Linked DNA regions of Mus musculus: regions 1 and 2 are each linked to region 3. A link is a contact called in public Micro-C data. All regions are on one chromosome and are shown on one strand. Each heading gives the region's core, a stretch centred on a gene start, on an enhancer-like site or on the middle of the called end of the contact. The rest is flanking DNA. Distances are from core to core; before and after follow the strand shown.

Region 1 (2,876 bases), core at 193-2,692, 350 kb after region 3:
GGACTCAGAGGTAGGGCAGGGCCTAGGGATGGGGAGCCCAGGGTGGTTGTGGAACAAGTGGGTATAGCAATAGGTGAGAAATGGAGAGAGTGGGGCTCCAGGGACCGGGAGCAGAGGCAGGACAACTACGCACAGGGGATGACTGGGTGCTGAGATGAAGGGGCACTAGAGGTGGGGTGTGATCAGGGTGGTGACAGATGAACTGAAGAGAGTCGAAGCAGGTAATGGCAGTGCCCGCGGCTCAGGATACGCTGGGTACTGAGGGAGGAGACACCGACTCTGGAGGTGATGGGGGCTGCTAAGGAGAGGAGACAGGGACTCTGGGGAGTGATGGTGAGGCTAATGGAAGGGAACAGGGATTTAGGGGTGATGGGGCTGCTGAGGAGAGGAAACAGGGACTGGGAAATGGGGCTGCTGATAACCAGGTAGACTTAACTCAGGGAACGATGGAGGGTGACGGTGGAGGTGGGAGGACAGGACTCTGGGGGTGGTAAGGAGTGGAAAAAGATCCTAGGGGTGATGGGAGATTCCAAATACTCCGGAGATGATAGGGGAACTGAGGGACTCTGGGGGCTATAGGGAAACTAAGAGAAAGGGGCAGGGACTCTGGGGGCTATAGGGAAACTGAAGAAGCAGACAGGGACTTCGGGGACTATAGGGGGGGCTGAGAGAAAGAGAACAGGGACTCCGGAGGCTACAGGATAATTGAGGGAAGAGGACAGGGACTCCGGAGGCTACAGGATAATTGAGGGAAGGGGACAGGGACTCCGGGGGTATAGGGAAACTGAGGGAAAGGGACAGGGACTCTGGAGGCTATAGGAAAACTAAGGGAAGGGGACATGGACTCTGGGGACTATAGGAGAACTGAGGGAAGGGGACAGGGACTCCGGGGGTGGTGGGGGCGCTGAGTGGGGCAGATAGGGACTCCAAGGCTAACCTGACACCCGGCCGGAGGCAGAGCGGGACGCCGGCGGTCGCAGCGCCGCAGAAGCAGGTGCGTGATAGGGCGGAGGCCACTCACCGGCTCGGGCGCGTCCTCCGCAGGGCTAGAGCTCAGCCCCGGCCCTGGCAGGTCGCGGCCCCGCCCGGCACCGCGAACTTTCGGTTTCCAGTCCCTGCAGCCCCTGGGCGGGGCGAGTAGCCTAGTGGGCGGCCCGGAGGAAGAGGAGGCCGCGCAGGACGAGGAGGCGGTGCCGCGGGCTCCAGCGAGAGGCCGGGCTCGCCTGCGCCCCCGCCCTCGGGGCGGGCGGAAGGGCGGCGTCGCCTCAGCGCCCGCGGTAGCGGCGGCGGCTGGACTGGCGGCTCCCCGCGGGCGCGGCGGAGGGGAGGGCGCGGCGGGGGGCGGGTTGACTGCGCCCCGGGCGGCCGCAGGTCTCGGCTGGCCCCGGAGCCAGGGGGACGCGGCGGGCGGCTCGTGCGTGCCAAGCGCGACATGGCGCGGAAGCCGAGAAGCCCCGGAGGCCCAGTGAGCACGGGGAGGGGCTAGACACTGGCTGGACAACCATTAGCTAGCTGGGGCCGGGCGGCTCGGGGACTACATTTCCCAGGACGCCAAGCGGTCGCGCCCGGAAGCGACGCGCCATGGGCACAGTGCGCAGGCGCACGCGCCGCCAAGGTCTATATAAGGAAGGTTCGCCGCCGCTCTCGTCCTTTCGTTCCGGCGGCTCCTAGAGCGTTTGCTTTGTTCCCGATATGTCTCGTCCCTCCGGGGTTAACTTGCAGATGGTGAGTTGAGTCCACACAGCACAAGTTTTTTTTTTGTTAACCTCTTATCAAGTTTAGTCGCTGTAACCGCTCCTAGTCTCCAAGTGTTGCTTATGGAGCGCGATCCCCAGGTTGACCTTCGAAGACGTGATTCAAGTGGAAAAGACGCCTTCTGCTTTGGCCTGGGAAGCTTTTTGCTGGTGTAAATGATGAACTCACTTTTTTCCCCGTCATATCGACAGTGCTGATGTTTTAAAACATTTGCCAGTTTGTCCTGATAAACACCAGCCTTCGAGGACCCTGGTCTTCTTTGTTCCTGGTCGAGGATATAGGTGGTGATGGACGCTTTTGTTTTGTAGGTTGACCTGACCAAGCAGGACAGCATGGAGGTTGGAGGGAGAGAAGGGCATCGAGGGAGATGAGAACTCACCTACCATCTGAAAGTCTTAAGGTATGCATTCGTCTAGTGGCCTAAAGTGGCAATCACGTGCTTTGAAGAGCCTTTAAGTGGGCAGTGATAGGGAATTTGATGCAAGAGTTACTGCTGAGGTTCGTTGTTTTAAAAGCCCCGAGGATTGAGCCTTATTATCAAAGTATACTAAAGTCTTTTAATTGTGTATCTGTACATACTGACACAGGAGATGCAGAGCCCTGTTGTTATTTAAAGTGTCCTGGTAGAACTGCCTGAGAAAAGGACTGATTAAGAAAATGGTCCCATTGAGATTAGTCTGTAACACATTTTCTTGGCTGTTGATATGGGAGCATTCAGCAGTTTGTGGGTGCAGTGTCTGAGCCGGGTTGAGATTTCTTTTGTATATGCGTGGTATTTAGAAAGGCAATGAAACATGTCTGCTAAAGTATTTGCAGGCTAGTGCTTTTCAAGATGTGACAATGGCTATCCTCCATTACTGTATTCTGATATCCACCCTGACCCACTCAGATAAAAATGTGAATATGCCCTAAATCAAGTAGGCCCGAGAAATGGCTTAGCAGTTAAGAGCACTGATGGCTCTTTCGAGGGGTCCTGAGTTAAATTTCTAGCAACCACATGGTGGCTCACAACCATCTATAATGGGGTCTGGTGCCCTCTTATGGTGTCTCTGAAGAGAACAATGGTGGTGTACTCGTGCATAAAATATATGAATAAATCTTACTCTTAAAAAAAGTAGGCC
Region 2 (2,799 bases), core at 82-2,581, 470 kb after region 3:
GCCTATTTTCTGCTCTGATTTGGAAATTTACATCTTCCTCCAACAGCCAAGTGCAAACTGCACCACACAGCAAGTACATAAACAAGGAGCCAGCCTGGTCCTCTCACCCGCTGTCCCGAGCCTTGGGGCAGACCTGTCCTTACCACTAGCCTTCCCTGTCTTTTGTCATCTCTTAAAATACCTGTGGGTGCCTCAGCCTCTGCCAGGCGTGTCGGTAGGCTGTGTTTATACCCTTCCTTATGAGCAGAGTGGGGTTATAATTCAGGGCTAGATGTTACATCTGCAGGGCAGGCTATTCTAGTATGTATCCAGGCCTGGAGGCACCAAGACTATCCAGCAAAGCTCGACTCTGTTCTCACCAAGGCCGTAGCATTTTAGAGTTTTATAAACCATTTCCCCCCAACAAAGTAGGGGTACACCGTACTGAATCACATGGGAAGGGTGCCTCTTAAGAGTAGTAGTCCTTGGAGAACTCGCTTGGAGCCCCTGCCTTTTAACCGGTATACTCATCGTGAGGAGCCAGGAGCCTCTGTGTAGGCCTCCATGGGGGGAAACAGACTCCAGACTCACCTTGGCGGCCACCGATGAGTTGGGCTTCTCCAGCAGGTCCCAAAGTTTCTTCCTCTTCTCAGCACAGCACGTGTTGTCGAACTCCTCGCCCTCCCGCTCCCGCAGCGTCTCAGCCTCCCGCTTCAGCTCCTCGTTCATCTGCTCCTTCTTTTGGTGGTAGCGGGCCTGGCAGCAGGACTCCAGGTAGATCTCATCGATGCCCCAGTAGTCCAGCTCCTGGCTGAAGCTCAGCGCGCACATCTCCTCCATCATGTGCAGCCGGCCGGTGCGGTAGAAATTGAGAATAGAGGTGAAGGCGCCAGGGTGGCGGTCGAAGAAGTACTCGTTGTCCTCGAGGCTGTAGTCGTCGCACACCTGGAGCAGAGAGTCGTGCGTGTTGCAGTCCCGGAGCTTGCCCAGCCGCGTGCGAGGCAGGCGGTCCAGAGTGCGCCACAGCACCTCGTGCGCCAGGCCCCCGACGTTGAGGCGCACCCGGCGCGAGCACGCCTTGCTGCGCACGATCTCCATGGGCTCGGGCGGCAGCGAGCTGGTGGAGCGCGAGCCATGCTTCGTCATGCCCGCCGGCATCGCTGGTCTGGCCGCCCCCGCCCCCCCTGCCCCCCCAGGCCGCTGTCACTCGACGGCAAGGCCCGCTGCCGCGGGGGCGGGGGGCGGGGAGCTCTGCAGGCCGCTGTGGTGCAGGGGTGCGCGAGGGCGGGCGTCGCGGCTACCGTCTCACCTCCATCCCGACGGCTGCGAGGCAGAAAGCGAAAGCGGACACGGGTCAGCGAACCGTACTGTGAGGCCCCTCCCCCAGGGTCCCCTACCGGCCTTGACCTTCCCAAGGCTTAAGCGGCTCAGGGGAGTTGGGGGGCGGGGGGGGGGGAAGGGAGGACGGATGGCTGCTGTTCCTCCCGCCGGTGCTGAAGTCAGCCCCACCCCAGGACGAAGGGAGGGGTGGCCCTCCAGGCGGGAGAGGCCCCCAGGAGGCTCCCAGGAAGCCCCACCCCCGCCCTGGCGCAATCCGGCCGCCCGGGGCGCTGTCCGTCCCGTCGAGTGCTGAAACTCCCTGCTCTCGGGCTGGAGAGCCCAACCTGGCCCCCGCAATTGGGAGGCAAGGGAGAGGCAGGGAGAACTTTCTTTCTCTCTTTAGTGAGTTCTCATCTCCTCCCACCCCAAGATAGTCAAGATTTTGGGTGGGAGCATAACGATGGCATTGGGCTTGCTTTTTCTAAATCTTAGAAGATTTTGGGCCGAGTGAGGACTGTGGAGGCTACCAGATGCCCACCTGTCGGAGGCCACCAGGCTGCCCTGTCCTGGGGCGACCCCACTCCTCACAACACCAGGACCCGAGACCGCTCCGGAGACCAGGTGAGGGTCGAAGGAGCCAAGCCAGCGGGGTCTGCACCTCCTTGTGCGCCCCCTCCCCACTCTAGCGCAGGAGGGGCGCGGAGTCCTCGGGATCCGCCTGCTCGGTGCTCCCCTCCTGCCCCTCCTCCTCTCTTTCTCCTCCTCCCCCTCCTCCCGCTCCTCCTCCTCGCTCCTCCCGGCGATGGCTTTTTATAACTCCGGGTTCTGCGCCTTTGCCCGGGCTCGGAAGAGAAGGGGTGGGGGAGGTGGGAGGCGGGGAAACCAGCGGAATCTTCTGGCCTTTCGGAGCGTGCCCTCCTCCCGCCACGCACCGGTGATTTCGGGGGGTTCCCGGGCCCTACAGCCCGCGGGGCACACGCCCCGCCCCCAGCCCCGGGGTGGGCCCGCGCCACCCCCCTACCCCGCCACACTCACCCCCAGGGTGGCCGCCTCCCGGGGCCGCGCCGCGCGCATCTCGCCGGCCGCCCGCCCGCGCCCCCGCCCGCGGCAGCGGCGGTCCCGGGGCCGGGCTAGGCCTACCCGGGCCGGCCGGGCGGGCGGGAGGGCGGCGCCGGGGCTGCGGGGCGCGGGCGGGGCGCTCTGCGGGGCGCAGGGACGGCGCGGCCCGGGCGATCGGCGGCGCCTCCGCCTCCACCTCGGGCTCCGGCTCGGCTCGGCGGCGGCCGCGGCTGCCTGCGCGAGATCAACAAGTCGGGCTGAGCTTCGGCTCCGCGCTCGCCGCGATTCTGTCCCGCACTTCGGAGCGCGGCGAGTGGCACCGAGGCGGGACGGCGCCACCTGCGGGTCGGAAACGCGCGCGGCTTAACCCCTCCGTGCCCGGCCCGGCCCTGGCTCAGGCCGCGGGGCCCACCCGGGCTGCTTGACTGCGTCCTGGCCACC
Region 3 (2,852 bases), core at 262-2,761:
GAGTGGGTTTTGTTTTTTTTCCCCCATTAATATAAAAACTAGTTTAGATTTCCTGTTTCTTTTTAAGGCTGAGCAGCTCAGTCACTGCGAGGGGGAAGTGAGGAGTTCCCTAGAATCTGTCATTGCTCAGCAATGCCAGAGTGGCTGCCTCTTTCATTTAGAAACTGCCAGCTTCAAGCCCTACCCGATTCTCTCTCTCTCTCTCTCTCTCTCTCTCTCTCTCTCTCTCTCTCTCTCTCTCCCCCACCCCCTTCTCAACTGTGAGAGAGGAAGAGATGGGAAAGAAAGCCAACCCTGTCTTATTCTCACAGGCCTTTCCAGAAGGATCCTTGGGCCAAAGGGCTTTCAATGCCTCCACACAGCGTCTTCCCCCCCCCCAACTTCGTACTCCCTCCTCCCTCAGTGGGAACCCCCCCCCCCGACCTCACACAGACTCCCCTGCATCCTTAAGCCATTGAGTGTTTCTTTTTCCCAGATGGAGAGAACTCCAGTGTGATTGGGGGTCTCTTGAAACACACACACACACACACACAAACGCACGCCTTCCTGAAGCAGGGTTAAGACTTCCTCCAACCCAAGAAGGGAGTTAAAGCGGCCCCAGCAGGAGGCACGGAGATTAAAGCCCTCAGGTCTCTAAGACCAGCCCTTCCCACCCCCTCCAGTTTTCTCACTTCCTAGGAGGGTAGGGAAGTGGCCCCTTCCTCATTCTCACTAGAGACACCAGGGCAACTACGTACCGGAGTTTAAAGCCCCCGCAGGGCTGCCCTGGGTCACCGCCCTGCATCCAACCCTACGACGTAGCCTGCAGAACTATCCAGAGCAAGGGACTCAACCTCTCTGGAGCCGAACTCTTCCCTGATCTTAAGGATCAGAAAATATAACCTACTGATGAGCCCGGTAACGGCACAGTCTGCTGATACCAGTGTAAGGTGCGTGGTACACAGACGCACTCGGACGCTGTTTTGCAGTCTAAGGCTTTGACTGTGCAATTCGAGCTGGGGCAAGGCTACGGAGCCCAGGGTCCCCGGTGCAGCTAAGGAGCCCCTACCCGGGCTTCTCCCTACACTGGCCCCCCAGCGGGGCGGCCCCGGGCAGCGGCCGCGCGGATGTAACCATTTCAAACTATGCACAAGGCGGGGAGCCACAGACAAAAGCGCAACGCGGGCCGGCCGGCCACAGGTGGCGGGAGCTCACCGACTGCAGGAAACGCAAGGTGCCCACGTAGTCGCGCTCGGTGCCCAGGATCTCGTTGAGTACGCACAGACGGAGGCGCAGCTGGCGCTCCGAGTCGCGGGCGGCCGCGCACGGCCCGGAGACGGGGCCGCGAGCATCGGGATGCGCACCGTCCCCGCCTGGGTCCCCGCCGCCGTCACCACCACCGCTGCCGGGTGCCTCCATAGCCGCGCGGCGCCCGAACTTCCCGCGCCGAGGTCGCGCCGCGGCTTAGGCGTCCGGGCTCCGCATCCCGGACAGGCGCCGCTCAGCGGGCCCGGGGCAGGCGGAGCGGGGGCGGGACCTGGGCGGGGTCATGGTGTATGGGCGGGGCCTTGGTAGAGAGGGCTGAGCGATGGGCGGGGAAGGAGGCGGGGTCAATCTGCTAGTGGGCGGGGATCTTTGTAGAAAATGGACGGGGTGGGGCGGCACCTCATGCGGAAACTGGGCGGGGACTAATGGAGAATGGACTGAGCTGGGGCGGAGTCTGGTGGGATTGGGCGGGGATTGGGCGGAGCCCCCTCCCGGCTTCCAGGGAGCGTCGGCCAAGAGCCGGTTCGTGCGCGCGCCGCACAGTCAGAGTTTGGGGCTGGAAATGCGTCGCCCCAGACCCCAGTCAGGTCGTGGTTCTGCTGAGTCTGTAGGCCAAGACCCATTCAGCAGTTCTGCAAGAGCAGCTCGCGCCATCCACCCGTAAGGAGTGCCCCGTGGGTGATCTGCTGGAGCCGGATCAGCGACCACCACGCGCATCTCCTGACGCCCGGAAGAGCAGCTCGACGCCCCCACCAACACGGCCGCTCATGCCCTCGGCTTACGGTGACCTTGGAAGAACTCTAGCTGCATCTTTGTCCTTACTTCTGTTTCTCTTTCCGTCGGAGCTCTGCGCCTACTGTCCCAGCGCTCCCCATCCCTAAGCAAAGGTGCCCACTTGGACGAGACCGTTGCAGGAAGCCGCCCTCGTACCCACCAGAGATAAAGCCAAAATGGGAATTTTGCTGCCAGCCGACAGGCTGTTCTGTGTGACCTTGATCTTTCAAACGTTCAGTTAACGTGCTAACCCCCCTTTACCCTCGAGAGGCATTGGGACCCGAGTCAGCCTCTGGGGTTCAGCCCCTCATTGATGACCTTGGTCAGCACCCCCATCCCACCTAAAGCTCCTCCGTTTGCCTCACAGTACAAGGGGAAGAACAGTAACACCTAACTCTTAGGGACCAGCATACGGCTGAGCCATAGTCCCTGGAAAGTGATTTTAACACCCTAGAAAGTCTTATCTTCGTTCTTAATTATTCCTGCCTTTGTCAACTGCCCTCTTGACCGGGCCTCTGAACTGCTTGTTCAATCCCTACCTGCCCCGCCTCAGATCTATTATCTCCTATGGAGTCAGTCCCTGTTTCACAAAATAGCCTCTGTGGAGTGTCATCATTTCTGGGGCAGGAGCACTGTCCTCTATTTACTTCCCTTCAAGATGCCTAGAATAGTTCTCTGGGGCCTTGAAGTAAAACAGTCTTTTGCACAAGGATAGAGGAGAGACTGTGGTAGCTCCTGCTACCCCTGGCCCTGTTCCTTTGGGGCCTAGGGCACCGTGACATTTGATGTGGGCAAGGTATCCTAGGTAAATGGATGTAAAAGGGTGAGCCCAT

What was found. A called contact is a pair of places that touch in the nucleus more often than the background predicts.
Region 1: a contact with region 3 is called in a Micro-C map of embryonic stem cells, with 2.6 times the contacts expected there. The contact joins the promoter of Znfx1 here to the promoter of Prex1 in region 3. A contact is called at or near these places in 3 of 39 promoter capture datasets (erythroid cells, liver and pre-B cells), 1 of 484 Hi-C or Micro-C datasets (embryonic stem cells) and 1 of 115 datasets of contacts at active chromatin or transcription factors (memory CD8 T cells).
Region 2: a Micro-C map of embryonic stem cells shows a contact between it and region 3, with 4 times the contacts expected there. The contact joins the promoter of Kcnb1 here to the promoter of Prex1 in region 3. A contact is called at or near these places in 2 of 39 promoter capture datasets (liver and pre-B cells) and 1 of 484 Hi-C or Micro-C datasets (embryonic stem cells).

The regions. Positions count from the first base shown.
Region 1 is chr2:167,061,573-167,064,448 of GRCm38.p6, forward strand. It overlaps Znfx1 (zinc finger, NFX1-type containing 1), which reads right to left and starts at 1,443. Exons shown (of 14, transcript NM_001033196.2): 1 at 938-1,443. Zfas1 (zinc finger, NFX1-type containing 1, antisense RNA 1) reads left to right here and starts at 1,362. Exons shown (of 5, transcript NR_138563.1): 1 at 1,362-1,725; 2 at 2,064-2,155. It overlaps LOC115486178 (a small nucleolar RNA gene), which reads left to right and starts at 1,901; the gene lies at 1,901-1,993.
Region 2 is chr2:167,187,487-167,190,285 of GRCm38.p6, forward strand. It overlaps Kcnb1 (potassium voltage gated channel, Shab-related subfamily, member 1), which reads right to left and starts at 1,332. Exons shown (of 2, transcript NM_008420.4): 1 at 571-1,332. The coding sequence starts at 1,137. It also overlaps a transcript of 1110018N20Rik not described here.
Region 3 is chr2:166,712,321-166,715,172 of GRCm38.p6, forward strand. Prex1 (phosphatidylinositol-3,4,5-trisphosphate-dependent Rac exchange factor 1) reads right to left here and starts at 1,512. Exons shown (of 40, transcript NM_177782.3): 1 at 1,195-1,512. The coding sequence starts at 1,398. Gm46777 (a long non-coding RNA gene) reads left to right here and starts at 1,509. Exons shown (of 3, transcript XR_001783555.2): 1 at 1,509-2,852.